Regions from separate parts of the Zea mays genome. Here regions 1 and 3 are each linked to region 2. The links are chromatin contacts, called in public Hi-C maps. All regions are on one chromosome and are shown on one strand. Each heading gives the region's core, a stretch centred on a gene start, on an enhancer-like site or on the middle of the called end of the contact. The rest is flanking DNA. Distances are from core to core; before and after follow the strand shown.

Region 1 (2,700 bases), core at 9-2,508, 170 kb before region 2:
GTTACAAAGAAACAAAACTAATACTGCGAGGGGCTACTGTTGGGAGCCTTCATCTTCCAAAGGTCCTCAAAAATACGGAAGAACCATTGGTCATCAGTATATTTGTCAATCATTGCAGGAGATTTGGAATCAAACCACCTTCAGTAGTAGAACGACGGAAGAGTAACGAAGGTAGCTTCGTCATAATAACAATGGGAAGGTGGTGCAAGGAGAAGGTGTTATCACGAATACTGAAGGCAAAAGACAATGTTATCCCTATACCATTTGTAAATCTTGTATGTAATTCTTAAGCGCATAAGTGTAATTTCATATGAAGCTGTAAGATTCCGTATAAATAGATAAACAGTGCCCCGCATAAAGTACCTTTTGGCGGATTGGGCAATCGTTGTGTAATTCTCTCTATAACACCTTCATTGTAATGCTCTCTAAAAAACCGACGGTACAATTATAAAGTTAATTTACAGAATGGGGAATATGTTATTGATATATCTCAATTGAGCTATCATATTTAAACTCTTATATACTCCATATATATATATATTCATTTATTCATATTGGTAAATCATGATTCATTTACCTAACAGATAACCTTCGTCTCCGAAGGAATCATCCCGAAGGGATGACTTCCTCGTGACGAATGTTGTCTATCTTTTTAATATTGTGTTGCCTTATTTTTTTATTGTGTATAGCAATCGAGAATGAGTTACCAACAGACACCTAATTGTATATATATACACACACTGACACACACCACACGCCACCCACTCAACAAGGGCATGAGGCACGAGCGGTCGTTCTTGGGAAAGGAGGTCGACACCAATGATCATAACGCCGACCTCCTGTCACGTAGACGCCAGCTTGACATACCAAAGTAAGATCTCGACGCTATTTATATTGACGTCGAGACATAATCTGGCGTTAATAATAGTAACGCTGAAGTAAAGGTCCATTTTCTGAATTCAAACTAGAAATGACGTAATTGTGAAATTTTTTCGCAAAAGGGTAAAAAAAACAAAAAATACGATACAACTAGGTTCAAAAAATTATTGTAGAGAATCTGCTCGTCACGAAAAGGGGCCTCTACTTTCAAACCCATTGTCATCAGAATCCTTTAAGCTAAAGGTATATTTGGTTCAGTGTCTAATTTGCTACACTTTAAGTCTTTAACTAACTATCTAATGTTATTTTTTTAATTCAGATGACTAAATTTAGACAAAATACGACATATTTATTCACCAACCAAACAAGCACTAATTCTATATAGGCACCCCGCACCCCGTTGGCGTTTGCCCGTCCTGACTCCTCGTCCCCGTGCACACCACCCTCGTCTCCGCGCCCGCGCCACTCACATCGTGATCGAGACGACCCGCGTCCTCCGCGGTCCGCGCCCGCGCACCATCTCGCCTCGCATTCCCGAAAGGTTAGGGTTAGAACTTCTCCTTCAGTTTCCCTTTATGATCCAGCCCGTCCCCACGTTTGATCTCGGCGTACTGTTGTGGGAGACGCTTGCGGACGATTTCCCCCGGTTTTTGTTTGAATTTCTCGGGCGCTGTTATGTGCGGCGGCTAGATCTGCTTGTCGCTGGTGCAGTAGGAGTTTCTCGCTCGGTTCCGATCCTGAGAACCCGACCGCGCGGGGTGCGTAGATCCGCCCGATTTGGCTAGCATTGTCCCGCGTAAAACTCGAGATTTTCCGTTACCCGTTTATCTTCGTGTTCTCTAGCGTTTGGAGAGGGATCATGTAGGGAGGCGAGTTCTTTGATTCTATCGATTTGGCCGTGCAAGTGCCGGAAATCTGATGTAGGTGTACACCTGCCCTATGATTTCTGGCTCTAGGTCGCGCTCGTCCTGGTGCTACACGGGTGTAAGTGTGATTTCACGCGTACTGAAACGTTTTGAGCTGATGACTTCAAAATATTGTGGAAATTGTTAACCTGGTACTGGAATATGGTGTAGTATGCTTATGTTCGTAATCTAGTTTGGTTTCGTGACACAGTGTCCTCGAGGTATATTTGCTGTCATGGTTATATATGGTTGGCTTGTTGTTGAACCTTTTTGTTATCCTGTATTGTAAGTAGTACCAGATCATAATATTCAATGGTTTCCCTGGTTCACATGTATGGAGATCGCCACAAACTGATAAATGATATTAGTACATATTTTGGGGTTTATGTAGTTATATGTGAAATTTAGGTCTCGCCAAATAAAAATGTTATAACTTAATATGTTTTTGTTGGGACAAATTTACAATGTTCTGGACCTTTGCCCAAAGGATCTTGTGACATGTTTATGTGGTCACGTCACATGACTTTTATTGTTAGGTACTATGAATGATCAAGAATTCTGTGACAATCTCAGTTAGATACTCAGTATCCTTCCTCACATGACTTTTATTGTTAGGTACTATGAATGATCAAGAATTCTGTGACAATCTCAGTTAGATACTCAGTATCCTTCCTCATGTTTTTGTTTTGATTAGTGATACTGTTTCTACTGGCTCTTGATATTGCCTCATCAGTGTTTTTTTTTTGTTATTGCAGTATCTGTATTCCTTGATCAACATGTCGCGGGAGGAGAATGTTTATATGGCCAAGCTGGCTGAGCAAGCAGAACGGTACGAGGAAATGGTTGAATACATGGAGAAGGTGGCTAAGACCACAGATGTGCAAGAGCTCACTGTTGAGGAGCGTAACCTTCTATC
Region 2 (2,700 bases), core at 42-2,541:
TCGATATATGTTTTCACAGTTCCATCCAAAAGCCACTAAAAACAGGTCAAGAGATGATTTCAGTTTTGCACTGCGAGAAAGTCAGCTTTTAGAAAAAGCTGCTTTCTGGATCCAACCCTTTGGTTTGGCTTTTGGCTTATAGGGAGAAAAAGTCAAAGCCAAAAGCTAAACCAAACACACCCTAAACACACGTTTACTATGCCTTAGTGCCTTAGAGAGAGGCAGGCGAGGCTAGGGATGGCAACGGGTTTAAAACCCGCGGGTATAGAGATTACAAACCCGTACCCGCGAGATTAATGTTAAACCCGTACCCGCTACCCGCGACGAGTAGCGTATGTTACCCAAACCCACTACCCGCGGGTTTATGGCACCCGCGGGTACACCCGCGGGCACAATACCCACAAGTTGTCATATTATATATATACATACATATATACATACATACATACATATATATATATATATATATATATACATATATATACATACATACATACACATACATATATATACATACATATATACACATATACACACACACATATATATATATATATATATATATATATATATATATATATATATATATATATATATACATATACATACATACATATATATATACACACACGCGCGGGTATGCGGGTTTGCAGGCACGGGTACAACATTTTCATACCCACGAGAAAAAACCCGTCGGGTTGAGAATCAAACCCGTACCCGTACCCACGGGTATAAACTCACACCCAAACCCGCACCCTATAGGGTTTTTACCTGCGGGCACGCGGATAAAATGTGCCCGTTGCCATCCCTAGGCGAGGCGAGGCGGTAGGCGTAGGCATTGCAGCCGCGACAGTAATTAGGACGAGATAAAGCCCCCGTTTGTTTCGGCTTTTCGCAGCTTCTGGCCACCAAAAGCTGTTGCGGACTGCCAAACACTCAGCTTTTCAGCCAGCTTCTATAAAATTCGTTTGAGTAAAAATCATTCAAAATCAATATAAACATATAATTGGTTGAGTCGTCGCAATAGTAGTAATCCATCATTTTATAGATCCTGAGCTCCATGGATAACTTTATCTTCCTTCGTACGTAATCCTAATGATACTCAGATTCTCTATACAGCCAGATTCTTCTCACAACTAGATTATCGGAAAAGCCGGTAAAAAAAATCTGAACCAAACAGTCTAAATGGGCGCAATATGGCAAACATGCCATATGCGCCTCGGCCCGTTGCTCCGTTCTGAGTTGCCCCCGATCCGGCCCACCTACGTGTTCCAGCTCACCTCCCGAGTCCCGACGACCGCTTCGTGCCTTCGTTTCGTCCGTCCCCTAGTCCCTACGACCCTACTCCCTCCCGCACGCCACCGCCCACCAGCGCCGCCGAGGGGCAAGGCCGAACCTTTCTCCGTTCGCCGAGGCGGAGCACGCCCTTCCAGGCCAGCTTCCACCGGAGCAAGAGCTAAGTCGCCTCGAATTCTTCCCAGCTAGTAGCGTGTGCCGTACCCCGTCGCTCAACCGGGATGGCGTCGAGTGGGGATCCGCCCGGATCTGCTGGTGAGCGCGCGCTCTCTCTCGCTCGCTTGTGTTGTATTCTACTCTGTTCCGATCTTTGTTGTGCTTGGAGAATCGAGCCCGCATCTTCCTCTGTGGATCGACCTGCTGCAGTTCATCCAGTCAGTTGGGGTTTTGTTTGCTGTGTCTGGTACAGTGCTACTCCAATCTGCTTGTCCATGCCATGGTTCGGACCTTGCGCGAGCTCGATCTTAGTGTTAGGGTGTTTGTTAGGTGAATTACTGCTGCCGCTAGCAGTCTGTCTGCCGAAAATCGGAGGATCAGTTGTACCCTCACGCCCTACTTAAGTCCACCTCTGCACGCAAGGGATGTCAATGGCATTAGTTTTGTAGCTTCTGCAATTGATCGATGAGAATTTGCTAATTCGTTTGGCTGCCCACTGGTGGGCCGGAGTAGGAAATATAAGTGGCCTCTTCAACTCAATTTGTCTGTTAAATTCCTAATGTGTTAGGTTTCTGGGGGAATTCTAGTGTTTACAGGTGTCGAATCTGGTGTGTTTGACCAGATTTCTGGTGCATTTGACTGGATTACTTTGGTCTGCCTTATCTTTTTGAAACATATAGGTAGTGTCCTTCCATTCTAATAAGGTTAAAGAAGTTCAATGGTATCATGTTGACTCAACTACGGATTATTTATGAACGCACCAAACTGTTGTTCAGTTTCTTTCAATGGCTTTCATTTTGCTTTGGTGTCATAGTTAATTACCACATGACATGTGTTTTTGTCTGCATCGTTTTATTTTGCAGATGAGAAGAAAACTCCAAAATCCGAAGGGTCTTCCGACGAACGTCAAGGGCTTCCTCCAGCAGGCTTTTCAAATCCTTTTGATTTTGGTTCTATGCAAAGTTTGCTCAATGTATGCCCCTCTATGGCTATATAAAATCTGTAGTACATAATGATCTTCCTAATTACTTTTACAGGATCATGTTGTTCACTGAGTCACTATCAATGCATTATTGTAGTTTTACATGCTTGCACTCTAGCTTTATCAGAATCTGCATTACCTTTCATTTAATGGACCCTTTGCAGGTTGCTTCAAAGTTTACCCTTGTTATGTGCAGGATCCATCTATTAAGGAGATGGCAGATCAAATTGCAAGGGATCCTGCATTCAACCGGATGGCTGAGCAGC
Region 3 (2,700 bases), core at 198-2,697, 210 kb before region 2:
GTTGTCCTGTGTCTCATTGTTAAATGGCATGCCCTCATTCCACACATCCGCATGAGGCGCCTCATTCAACAGTTCCCATGCAGCAACCTTTGTTTCCATATGAGCCCTGAACATGTTCAGTTCAGCCTGAGCTGCCGCATTGGCTTCAAGAGGTCTTTAATCAAGCAAATTATCCTCAAGATCTGTGACATCATCCAATGGGAATGAGTTGCTGCTATCATGAGCGAGCACAGCCATGATGACAGGCTTGAAACTTGATTTGTTCTCACCACTCCAGTGCAATCCATAGTGAATTAATTGCCACAGTAACCCATCGTTTGGGTCCATGTCAGATACTCAGATGACCTGCCATCCCATAGGACCACTCTGATGCATTTAGCAAGTGCGTACGAGGAAGCGATACCAGGAATTGTGGCTGTCATTAGCATAACATGTTCTTTATGAGTTGTTTCTACTTGAGAGGCATCTCCTCGAACATTTGGCCTGCATCAATGACTCCAAGCTCTAAATGTGGTCATGAGTAATCAACATCAGTGAGTTCGCTTTTGGCAACCTGCACAGTGATCAAGTTGATTCCTTCACATCCTACTCACCCTGATGTGGTATGTGCTACCGACAACTCTTGATTAAGCCGTGCTGCCTCATCGTTCCAAAGAGGCATATCATCAACAACCACCCAAGGCCTCACCGGAGGGACATATAAGCCATGAGCAACCTTGTCTGTCTCCTTGGATGTTAGACCAAGCGGCTGCACCGCCACCCACTGCATGTCAGGAGCCCACCTTGTTTACTGAGTTGAGCTGCAGTCATCTGTTGATACGTGGTGCCAATTGATCCCAAGTGGACGTACTGGCGATCCATGTGCTCTAGGATCCGATCCAACCTGTCCTTTATTTTCTGCGTGCTACCACTATTGCCTCCAACTTTGTAGTCCTGAGTTTTTCCATTTGATATATTTAAGATGATAAACAACAATATAAAGTTTTAGCAATATATTAATTGTGTACTAGAGCTTATCGTCTCACAAAAACCATATCTTGTGCGTGCGTGCGGCACATGCTTATCCTCTAGTAAAAAAGAAAAGCCCTGGTTTCGATGCACAAGAAAATACGACAATACGTCGAGAGAGTATAGTTGCACTAGGCGATAAGAGGAATATGTTAAGAATTATACAAGATTCATCGAGTACCTCTTTTCCTTTTTCTTGTAGGCACCTTAAAATTAGAATTTTGCTTCGTTTTTTTACAGGATGTTTTCTATAGTTCCAACTCCCAATGGATTCTTTTAGTGCCCTTGCTTTGTTTGTCGAGAAAAAAGATCTCTAAGAACAGCATAGGGCCTTGCAGTTTTCTGTTAACCTACTACGTTTCCTCAATCTTTGAACAAATGTTTGCCTGATTTTCTTTTCGCTTTGTTAAACCACGAATTCCCCTTACCCTCTTATACGATGTGTAAAAACTGCAGGCCAGCACCTCGCAGTGGGAGCAATTTGGTGGCACCACCATTGGGGTCGGTTCCAGCTGTGGTGGCGGCGGCGGAGACCGCAAGAGGCAGCCACATGTACCAACGCTCGTCCGTGCATGGCAGCCCGTTCCCTCCTACCACCACTAGAAGGGTGAGGCCGAGAGCCTTGACGATCACATCGTTCATCGCAGCGACGTCCTCAGGTGAGATCGGAGGCCCCCATGGATTCTCCGCTCCTGGAGCCGCCATGAACAGGAGCGTCTCTGACGCTGAGGGCATCTCTAGACCCATTGACCGGCCGTACAATGCATGGGGCCGGGAGGGCTTCGCTCCGTTCCCCTGGATCCCCGCTGAAGGCGAGTCTCACTGGTGGGGCACCTTCAACCCTGTGCAGAACCATGCGCATGGAGGCTTTAGCAGAAGGCCTGCTGGGGAGCGGATGCCGCCGCAGAGCCAAAGCCACCCGGAGAACAGCTATCAGGCTGTGCCGCCGTCACAGAGGATGCCGCCGTTCTTGTGATTCGACAAGGCTGTTCCTACGTCCGATCGCTGTGTATAAAATGAAGTATTCGGTTCGGGGCCTGAGAGAGCACATTGAGCGAAGATCGACTGCACTGCAGTCTCCAGCGTTGGGACCTGTGTGATGTTTATGCCGCTGGTATTTCAGCGCTTTTCTTTTTCCCTCCGGTCCAGCAGCACTCTGGTTTCATTGAGCGCTGTAGACTGTCTGTCCTAACTGATGTTGTGTTGCGTTGAGGAGGACGATTTGGAAACGTGAGCCGAAGCTGAACTGCATCTCTGGTCTCCGGGACTAAAAAATGCCGTTTGCTGCTATGAAAGTTGTATCGATTTGCGACCGCAGGTCGCCTGCAAATTTGTTAGAACAGGTGAAATTTAGTGAACACAAATGTTGGAGACCTGCGGCGTTTACATTTTTTTTGTTGGTTACCGAGATTGTATTTAAAGGTCGTGATGCGCCATCAAGCGATTGTGATGGATCAATTTATCTCCCTATTGTAGCAATGGGTTTTTTTTGAAACCGATGGATGTATATGTCACTAGAAGTAAATACCAGACAAATATAGTTGTATCCATGCTAATTTGACCAGGTCCCATATGTCATAGACACGGCCGATGTTAGTTTGTAGATATCACACGTTTGGCTGGTATTCGCAGGGCCTGTTTGGTTCAGCTTTTTTCTGATCAGCTTTTCCGAGAATCTAGCTGCGGGGAGAA

The links. Hi-C and Micro-C count contacts between places; a contact is called where the count stands out from the background.
Region 1: a Hi-C map of endosperm shows a contact between it and region 2, with 2.4 times the contacts expected there. The contact joins the promoter of LOC100283140 here to the promoter of LOC100274450 in region 2. A contact is called at or near these places in 2 of 25 Hi-C or Micro-C datasets (ear and endosperm).
Region 3: a contact with region 2 is called in a Hi-C map of tassel, with 4 times the contacts expected there. The contact joins the promoter of LOC103654416 here to the promoter of LOC100274450 in region 2. A contact is called at or near these places in 3 of 25 Hi-C or Micro-C datasets (ear, endosperm and tassel).

What each region holds. Positions count from the first base shown.
Region 1 is chr4:199,729,004-199,731,703 of Zm-B73-REFERENCE-NAM-5.0, forward strand. It overlaps LOC100283140, which reads left to right and starts at 1,259. Exons shown (of 6, transcript NM_001156042.3): 1 at 1,259-1,420; 2 at 2,540-2,700. The coding sequence starts at 2,561.
Region 2 is chr4:199,898,693-199,901,392 of Zm-B73-REFERENCE-NAM-5.0, forward strand. LOC100274450 reads left to right here and starts at 1,292. Exons shown (of 8, transcript NM_001148809.1): 1 at 1,292-1,551; 2 at 2,316-2,425; 3 at 2,631-2,700. The coding sequence starts at 1,518.
Region 3 is chr4:199,687,608-199,690,307 of Zm-B73-REFERENCE-NAM-5.0, forward strand. LOC103654416 reads right to left here and starts at 1,448. Exons shown (of 2, transcript XM_008681250.3): 1 at 1-1,448. LOC100216604 (putative RING zinc finger domain superfamily protein) reads left to right here. Exons shown (of 6, transcript NM_001143017.1): 6 at 1,465-2,464. The coding sequence ends at 1,984.